3 separate regions of the Ovis aries genome follow, and regions 1 and 2 are each linked to region 3. Evidence: chromatin contacts called from public Hi-C data. All regions are on one chromosome and are shown on one strand. Each heading gives the region's core, a stretch centred on a gene start, on an enhancer-like site or on the middle of the called end of the contact. The rest is flanking DNA. Distances are from core to core; before and after follow the strand shown.

The links. Hi-C and Micro-C count contacts between places; a contact is called where the count stands out from the background.
Region 1: a contact with region 3 is called in a Hi-C map of liver, with 2.8 times the contacts expected there. The contact joins the enhancer-like site here to the promoter of FOXO1 in region 3. A contact is called at or near these places in 2 of 16 Hi-C or Micro-C datasets (liver and tail adipose tissue).
Region 2: a contact with region 3 is called in a Hi-C map of hypothalamus, with 4 times the contacts expected there. The contact joins the enhancer-like site here to the promoter of FOXO1 in region 3. A contact is called at or near these places in 3 of 16 Hi-C or Micro-C datasets (hypothalamus, liver and omental adipose tissue).

The regions. Positions count from the first base shown.
Region 1 is chr10:22,521,930-22,524,734 of ARS-UI_Ramb_v3.0, forward strand. No RefSeq gene overlaps it. Among named protein-coding and RNA genes, the nearest start is that of FOXO1, 370 kb to the left of the region's middle. Within about 2 kb of position 1,307, at least 17 of the 54 cell types and tissues checked have an H3K27ac peak or open chromatin away from gene starts, as enhancers often do. A contact at or near this core is called in liver and tail adipose tissue, where this site is marked.
Region 2 is chr10:22,570,276-22,573,389 of ARS-UI_Ramb_v3.0, forward strand. No RefSeq gene overlaps it. Among named protein-coding and RNA genes, the nearest start is that of FOXO1, 420 kb to the left of the region's middle. Within about 2 kb of position 1,651, at least 18 of the 54 cell types and tissues checked have an H3K27ac peak or open chromatin away from gene starts, as enhancers often do. A contact at or near this core is called in hypothalamus and liver, where this site is marked.
Region 3 is chr10:22,148,468-22,151,673 of ARS-UI_Ramb_v3.0, forward strand. It overlaps FOXO1 (forkhead box O1), which reads left to right and starts at 1,872. Exons shown (of 3, transcript XM_027973596.2): 1 at 1,872-2,996. The coding sequence starts at 2,328.

The DNA.
Region 1 (2,805 bases), core at 57-2,556, 370 kb after region 3:
TAAACAAACCACTGATGCTATGTCCCATCCTGGGATAGCAATTTACTTAGTTTGGAAGAGAACTCAGGTATTGGGATTTTTATGATGTTTCAAGGGGCTTCTATTGGACAGCCACAGGTGAGCCCCCAGATTGTCCAATCACTGCTGCACGGTGGTGAAGGAAAGCCCACCTCTATCAGTGTCTTCCTAAAACTTTGCGATGTAAATCTGTGTGTGTGTGTCTGTTGCTCAGTTGTGTCCCTCTCTCTGTGACTCCGTTGACTGTAGCTCTCCAGGCTCCACTGTCCATGGGTTGCAAATTTTGAGAATTCATTTCACACTGGCTACTTTTTTTAAACACTTCTGAATACAGTATTTTTATTTCTCATATAGCTTCTAATTCTTTTGAAATTTATTTATTTTTGCTAGGAGGATAATTGCTTTATAATATTGTGTTGGTTTCTACCATATCATGGTGGCTTTTATTCTAAGCACAAAACCTCAATGGGTGGGTCTGTGCAGTCTGAAACAGGAAGGAGGGTCCAATCTGGTGATACAAATTCTGGGTTTTATAGGTGAAAAATAGGAATATGGGAAAGATGATTCTTTTGTTTTTAAATAAAAGAAGCTGCTGCTCCAGAATGGCGCCTGGAGAGGCCTGGATACTTTGTGCGCTGAGCTAGAACCCGAAGCTGAGAAGTGTGTTCAAGGCCAGTAGGACCCGCCTGGATTTGGCTGGGAAAATGTAGTCACTGGATGCCTGAGATATTACAGCTGAGTGACATGGAGGCAAGGCCAGAGCTCTACTTAGAAATTATTTCATCCCTACGGCTAGGGGTGTCAAATACCCTTCCGGGGCCTCTGGGGATGCGAGCTTCCCGGCCACGTGTGTGGCAGCACCTGGGGACATAAAACCCCACTTCGTGGAGGTGATATCATGAACAGCGACCCTGGGCCCAGGGTTTTGCAGCCCAACCATCCCTCCACCCTGATGGCCCTGATATGTTTCTATTTTAAGATTCCTCAGTTGTTGAAGAATCAGTGTATTTCTCCCTAAACTGTCCCCTCGGAGCCAAGCCTGGGCTGACTCCCATCGAGCCCCCATCTTCTCTCAGTTCTGGTCCTGAACGGCCGAACCCAGAGATGTTTGCCTCCCGGGGCAGGTTGACGTCAGCGAGGAGGCAGTTCCTCGGCCGAGGGAGCCAAGTCCTCAGACATGATCTCGGAAGTAGGACAAGTACATTTTGTTTCTGCGATGCAACCCAGAGAACTTCTTGGTCCCCGAAGCCTGTGCCAAATGTGTTTGCGCAACCTCAGTCAGCCGCTGCCAGGATGCGGCTGAAGGACTTGCCAGGGTTTCATTTCTGTGCGGAGTCAATGTGGGGGTAGGGACCTCAGAAAGGGCGAGGGTCCTGAGAGACGGTCTCCCTGCCTGGGCTACAGATGAGACAAGGCTGCACCGCTCACCGCTCCCCACACTGTCCTCCTCCCAGGACACGTGGCCGCAGGAACATTGAGGTGAAGTTGGCCCGGCCATGGTTCCATTTTGTTTTGGCTAAGAGTGTGTTAATGCCCGTGGAAAGAAGCAAGAAGAGCTACCAGTTTGGCTGTTGCTTCTGAACATTTGCTCTGCATTCCTGAATCCTCCTGGTTAAAGAGAACTGCCTTGCAATTCTTTTCCTCTAGGCAATGGACAGGAACACACACTCTCTCTTTCTCTCTCTCTCTCCATGCATGCAAACCACACATACCTGGAATTAAAACCTTTAGGAAATGACAATCCTTAATCGCATGTGTGCCGACCTTCACACGCTCCTGGTGGGAGAAATAAAGGACTATAAAAATGGGTGTGCACAGAAAATTGACCAGTTTCAGGACTAACGCTGGCATCTAACAAAGGTCAGTCTTATAATAATAAACATATACTTTGTAGCGGTTAGAGTTTATGGAACCATTTCTCATGTCTCAATCTGATCAGCCCAATGACATTGTAAAGTAAAGATTAGTTTCCTCTCCATTTTAAGGAAATGAAAGATCAGAGGAGTTAAGTGACTTGTTCAGGATCACACTGCAATTCATTTCTAGACTCAGGATAAAAAACAGAGGTCAATCCCATCCAACCTGTCTAACCAAGCTGTTTAATCTTGACCCTTGAAAGACCAGAGGTTAATTGGCATATGACATCTAATTTTTTAAAATTTAGTTTATTTTTGGCTGTTCTGGGTCTTCATTGCAGTGCAGGCTTTTCTCTAGCTGTGGCGAGTGGGGGCTGTTCTCTAGCTGTGGTGCTAAGGCTTCTCATTGTGGTGGCTATTTTGCTGCTGAGCACAGGCTCGAGGGCGCAGACTTAGTAGCTGTGGTGCATGGCTTAGTTGCTTCGGGCATGGAGGATCTGCCCGGATCAGGGATGGAACCTGTGTCTCCTACATTGGCAGGAGGCTTCTTTACCACTGGGCCGCAGGTAAGCCCGAACTCGTTTGCTTGTGTGGCTGGATGCAAGGCCTGCTGTCACAGAGTGCCTCTGAGGCCCAGTCTCTCCCAGAGCTTTTGGGAGCTGAGACCTGCAGACCTGCTCCAGACCTTCAGGATTCCCCAGGTGATTCCCTGGCACTGTCGAGTTTGGGGTGCTGGGGAGAAGGGGGCTGGGGTCTCCATTTCAACTCTGCCATGCTCAGGAGTCCCTGAATACCAGAACTGCGTGACCTGGGGAACCGTACCAGGATCCCACCCCTGAACTTCTAACTTTGTTATAACCTAGTCGCTCAGTCATGTCCAACTCTTTCTGACCCCATGGACTATAGCCTGTGAGGCTCCTCTGTCCATGGG
Region 2 (3,114 bases), core at 401-2,900, 420 kb after region 3:
CAAATTGGAGTTTCTCTAATCAAATATATTAAATTCACCATCATTCTTGATTGTCTTAATGGGAAGGAAGGGCAGCTGCGCCCTTCGTTTTCTAAGCATTTTATTTAGTGCCTTGGGGGGCAGGGGGTGTTGCGGAGAGGGAGGGGAAGGAAAGCAGGATGGGAAGAGAAGAGAGGTAGAGATAGCCAAGAAAGCTATGGGAAGCTAATGTCTTTTGTCTTAAAAGTAAAATGATTTTGCATGCTGTTCAGATCCACACTGAGAGTTCCCAGAGCTGTCACTCACTGAGAAAAAACCCCAAATAACCAGCTTATAAAGCACATTTACTTAGGAGTGGAAGAACAGCCAGCAAACAGACCAGGGCATGGTGGGTGGAGAGGCTTGGAATATTCCAGCAAAGAGAGACATGGGCGACTAGAGTTAGACAGACTTGCTCCACTGGTTTCATGAAAGCCTGCTCCATTGAGCATTGCTTACCCGCTGCATACTTCATGCTTCATACAACAGGATTTAAATTTCAAGACTCTTAGGGAATATATTTTAAATGAACAACCAACAAGGACCTACTGTATAGCACAGGAACTCTGCTCAATGTTATGTGGCAGCCTGGATGGGCAGGGAGTTTGGGGGCAAATGGATATATATATTGTTGTTTTTTTAGTCACTAAGTTGTGTCTGACTCTTTTGTGACTCCATGGACTGTAACATGCCAGGCTCCACCATAGGATTTCTCAGGCAAGAAATACTGGAGTGGGTTGCCATTTCCTCCTCCAGGGCATCTTCCCAACCCAGGGATCAAACCCAGGTCTTCTACTTGGCAGCTAGATTCTTTACCACTGAGCCACCAGGGAAGTCCAGATAGATGCATATGTATGACTGAATCCCTTTGCTGTCCACCTGAAACTATCACAACATGGTTAATTAGCTATAGGCAGTGAAAGTTGCTCGGACGTGCCAGGCTCCTCTGTCCATGGAATTCTCCAGTGGGTTGTAGTTCCCTTCTCCAGGGGATCTTCCCAACCCAGGGATCTCACCCAGGTGTCCCTCATTGCAATCGGATTCTTTACTGTCTCAGTCACCAGGGAAACCCCTCCAATACAAAATAAAAAGTTTGGAAAAAAAAAAAAGAGAGACATTCAGGGAAACAGATCTCCTCCGTCACCTTCCTGGCTAAGAGCAGAATCCATAGAAGGCCTTTTTCACCTTTCGCATGATGGGATTCAAACTTCTGGTTCAGAATCTGATGGCCCGAGCTATTGTTTTCTAAGACAGTTTAACAAAAAGTCTGAGAGTAACGTTTCCTGCCTGGAGTGCCGCGCTACAGACAAGGTCTCGGTCGCCCCTCCAGCTTCAAAGGAGAACTTGGGCGCGTGATGTCACTTCCTCCGTCTGCTGAGTTGATAACAGGATGAACCTAAACGTGATATGAGCCAGACATTCCACTCTGTGATTTTGTACTTCACCCCATGGGAAGGCAGGGTCCTTAAGCAGACATTGTTTTTGTACTAAGAACTATGCACCCACGAATTCGCTTCATCAAGGAAAACAAAAGTCCAGGAATCGCCGGCTGGACTCACAGGCTCGCACAGGCTAATGTGAGTCATCCAGGGCTTTGAAAGCTGGTGCCTGTTACCGCCTGAAGCCAGCCTGTTTCTGAGCTGGAATGTGAAAGGCAGCTGGCTGTGTCAAAGGGGCAGAGAATAAAGCCACAGTGTAAAATGAAGACACAATTCAGCAAAGAGAAGATGATATTAAAATGGAGTCTGCTCCTCCGGCAGCCACTTTCGGAGGGGCCCCTTTTGGACACAAATGATTCTATTCTTCTTTTTAGAGAACAGAAAAAGGAGTTGGGGGGGGTTCCTTTCAGAAAAATGTTATTGAACTCTTAAAATGCCCCCATTTGAAAGGAAGGTGGCTCAGATGGTAAAGAATCCACTTGCAATGCAGGAGATCTGGATTCGATCCCTGGGTGGGGAAGATCCCCTGGAGGAGGGCCTGGCAACCCCCTCCAGTATTCTTGCCTGGAGAATCTCCATGGACAGAGGAGCCTGGTGGGCTGCAGTCCATGGGGTTGCAAAGAGTTGGACATGACTGAGCGACTTACTGCTCAAAGGGCATGTGATAAGGCAGTGTATATATACCTGGTGACAATATATCAGAGGAGACAATGCAGGCTAAATGGAACTCTTTATCGCTTGGAGGAAATCTAGCAACTAAATCAATCAGCTCGGCTCTCCTGTCATATATGGTGGGCGCCCAGCCCCCTTATGGTGTCGGCTTCCTTTCCCAGGAGCTGGGTGAGGCTGGCTCACAGAGAGGAAGAAACTGCCAGTGCCTTTCTCCCCACACTCCCTCCCTCTCTCTCACACAATGCCCCTTTGTCCCTGTGGTCCCTCGTCCCTCAGGGCATGGCCTGAGCTGGGTAGAGGCCGTTGCCAGGGAGCCTCTTATTTCCAGCTTCTTCTTCCTGTGGGGAGTGAGCCTCCTGGGCCACCTTGGAGTCACATCCAGAGCTACCAGGCTCTGGGGTGGCATCCCAGCTTCTCAGGCTTCATCTGGGTGGTGCTGCAGGGGCCTGCCGTCCCCCTGCCCCAACCCCTGCCCAGTGGCTAGGACCTGGGCACAACAGAAGGGCATATGGGTTCTCATGAAGCCCACCCAGCTCATGAAGGGCTGCAGAGAGAGCTCAGGGCCAGGAGTCAATCTTAGCATAGCTTAGTCTTCTCTGTGAAATTAGAGGCTTTAGGAGATGACGTCAAGGTCTCTTGCAGGTACAATGGTGTGTCTGTGTGTGTGCTCAATTGCTTAGTCATGTCCCACTGTATGCGACCCCGTAGACTGTAGCCCGTCAGGGTCCTTTGTTCATGGGATTTTCCAGGCAAGAATACTGGAGTGGGTTGCCATTTTCTTCTCCAGGGGATCTTCCTGATCCAGGGATCGAATCTGCATCTCCTGCACTGGCAGGTGGGTTCTTTACCACTGAGCCACTTGGGAAGTCCACAGTGGCGTGTACCTCTCAATAATAACTGAGGATGTGGGATAGAAATACCATGGCCTTCTGAGTAGATGGGTCTCGATTCAAATACTGACTTCACCTTTGTGGTTTTGCTCAGG
Region 3 (3,206 bases), core at 622-3,121:
TAGCGGCTGGCTGAGGAGGCCGGAACAGTCTCAGTCTGATAGTAAACGCTGAGACCACAGGAGGCGAGTGGGAACCAACCCTATCTTCAATCCATCACGCTCACGAACCCCAGCTACCCCCAGTATCAGTGGGAAGCTGTTGTGATAATCGGATTATGAAGAAATTGGAGTTTGGACGGGTGAGAATGTCAACGAGGACCAAATCTTTCTCTAAATCTTTTCAAACTTTTCTAAACGAGGCCTCCTTTGCTTTAGATGCCACTTTTTCAATTGAAGAACTGTCATAAAGAGGTTTTTTTTTTTTTTTTTTTTTTTTTTTGCCGGGGGGTGGGGTGGTGGTGAATTGGAAGCTGTCATTTTGGACAAAGATATTTAAAACTCTACCGTCAGTCGTACATCTTCAGTGATCCCATCTCTCTGAAAGGAAATGCCTTCCATATTCTTTCTAAAAAGAGCAAAACAAAACTTGACAAGTATTTCTTCTGCTCCCTGAGACACAAGGGCCATTGTCTTCCTTTGGCCCCCACTGATCTTGGCAGGACAGCCTGGACCTAGAGCCCAGATGGAGCGAGGTGGGGTGGGATGGGAGGGGGCAGTGATTGACACGCGGGACAAGCAGCCTAAAGCAACACCTGGGAGTGGGGCAGGGCTTCGCCTCAAGCCTTTGGTACTGTCCCCTGTTAGGTTTTCACCTCTCAACGTCTCAGCACTTGCATTCTAAATAGCAAAGCAATGACAAGCAAACAATCGAATTTAGTGTAAGTAAGTAATAAAGTGACAAGGCTCTCCCTAAGTGCTCTCCTCTGACCCCGCCTTCCCCGTCGTCCCGGACTGACTCAGTGGACAGTCTGAGGTTCCTGCCCAGGGGAACAGGTTCCCACGGAGGGCACGAGGGTTGAGGCTGCCTTCGGCTCTGAGGATGCGTGTGCAGGAGCAATCGTCTTCGGCCGGGGCCGAGCCCCCGTGAACCCGGCTCGGGGCGGCTCGTCTGGCCAACGGCGCCCCCCACCGCCAACCCCCCCACTAGTCTACACCGACCGCCGAGGCTCAGCTCGCTGGTGCGGAAAGGTGGGTTCCCGGCGCTGCGGCGGCGGCTGGGTCCTCCCCGCCGACTCGGCAGTCAGAGCCCGGGCCCCGCGCGGGGGTGGGGACAAGCGTGTGTGCGGCCCGCGCCCGGGGCCGGAGAACTCGACACATCGCAGGGAAAGGAAAAAAAAAAAACAAAAAACAACCAACCAAACCAAATAAAAACAAAACCCACCGACTTGCCCACGTTTCTCTGCAGAGAAATCGTGGGCGGAGTCGAGAGGGGGCGAGTGAGCAGAACTCCGACGAGGCCGCCTCCGCCCGCCCACGCACCCACCCACCCGGCGGCCCCCTGAGCGCTGATTGTCCCCGGCCCCCGCCCGGCCCAGCTTCGGGCTCCCGAGCGCAGGTCGAGGCGAAGCGGGCGGCTCGTTCCACTCGGGCTTCCCGAGTACTCGGCTGGGCTCCTCAGTAGTAAACAAAGTGTCGCCGCCGCCTCCACGTTGGTTTGCCTCCTAGCAATCAAAACACTGAGAGGGCGAAAGACTCACAGAAACACTCGAGAATTACCAGAAAATAATAACAGAGAGCCAAAAAAAAAAAAAAACCCAAAAAACAGAGAGCGAGCGAGCGAGGGAGAGACTGTGCATGTCAAATAGAAAAACACCCTACTACCCCCCACCAACCAACCCACTGCCGCCTCCCCGTGGAAAACCGAGCCCCGCCCAGGCCGGCGCCCATTGGCGGCCCGGGCGCCGCCGCCGCACTTTCATTGGTCGCAGGGGCCGTCCGTCAGGGGCGGGCCGGCGCGCGCGCCGCCGCCGCCGCCGGCGGGGGGCGGCGGCAGATCCCGTAAGTCGGGGCGGCCGCGTAGTCGCTGCTGCCGCCGCCGCCGCCGCAGCATTCAACAGGCAGCAGCGCCGCGGTCGCGCCCGCCCGGGGAGAGCAAGCGGCCCGCGGCGTCCGTCCGTCCGTCCGTCGTTCGGCGCGGAGAGCGACGCCAGCGCTGTCGGGGCCCCGACGACTCTGGCCTGCCGTCCCGTCAGTGCAGCGGACCCGGAGGCGCCTAGATGCGGACGGAGCCGTGAAGTTAAGTTCTGGGCTCGCGCTTCCACTCCGCCGCCGCCGCGCCTCCCTCCGGGTTTCCGTCCGCTCGCTGCACCGACCTCACCCCTTCCCGCAGATCTCGGACAGGCTCTCGGCGCCCTCTCTCCCCTCGGCGCCGCCCCCCCCTGCCCGGTGCTGCGCTTTTCTCACTTCTGGGCAAGTCCCGCGGCTGGGGGAAGGGTGGGGGGGTCACCATGGCCGAAGCGCCCCAGGTGGTGGAGATCGACCCGGACTTCGAGCCGCTGCCCCGGCCGCGCTCGTGCACCTGGCCGCTGCCCCGGCCGGAGTTTAGCCAGTCCAACTCGGCCACCTCCAGCCCGGCGCCGTCGGGCGGCGCAGCGGCGAACCCCGACGGCGCCGCGGGCCTGCCCTCGGCCTCGGCGGCCGCTGTCAATGCCGACTTCATGAGCAGCCTGAGCCTGCTGGAGGAGAGCGGGGACTTCCAACAGGCGCCCGGCTCCGTGGCGGCAGCCGCGGCGGCGGCGGCGGCGGTGGCGGCGGCTGCTGCGGCGGCCGCAGCTGCTGCCACCGGGGGGCTGTGTGGCGACTTCCAGGGCCCGGAGGCGGGCTGCCTGCACTCGGCGCCGCCGCAGCCCCCGCCGCCCGGCCCGCTGTCGCAGCACCCGCCCGTGCCTCCCGCCGCGGCCGCCGCCGCCGGCGGGCCGCTCGCGGGGCAGCCGCGCAAGAGCAGCTCGTCCCGCCGCAACGCGTGGGGCAACCTGTCCTACGCCGACCTCATCACCAAGGCCATCGAGAGCTCGGCCGAAAAGCGGCTCACGCTGTCGCAGATCTACGAGTGGATGGTCAAGAGCGTGCCCTACTTCAAGGATAAGGGCGACAGCAACAGCTCGGCGGGCTGGAAGGTGAGCGGCCTCCGGGCGCACGGCCGGAGCGGGAGGGGTGGGTGGGTGTCCGGGGGAGCCGGCCTCCGTCTGAGGTCGCTGCGGGGCAGAGGACGGGGGACGGGGGCCCGCCGGTACAAGTTTTCTTGGCCTGAAAGTGCAAGGCACGCGGGTAGCGCGTGCAGGGTGAGGGCGAGAGTGGCAGAGGTGGGTCGTGGGCTTGCCCGGGAC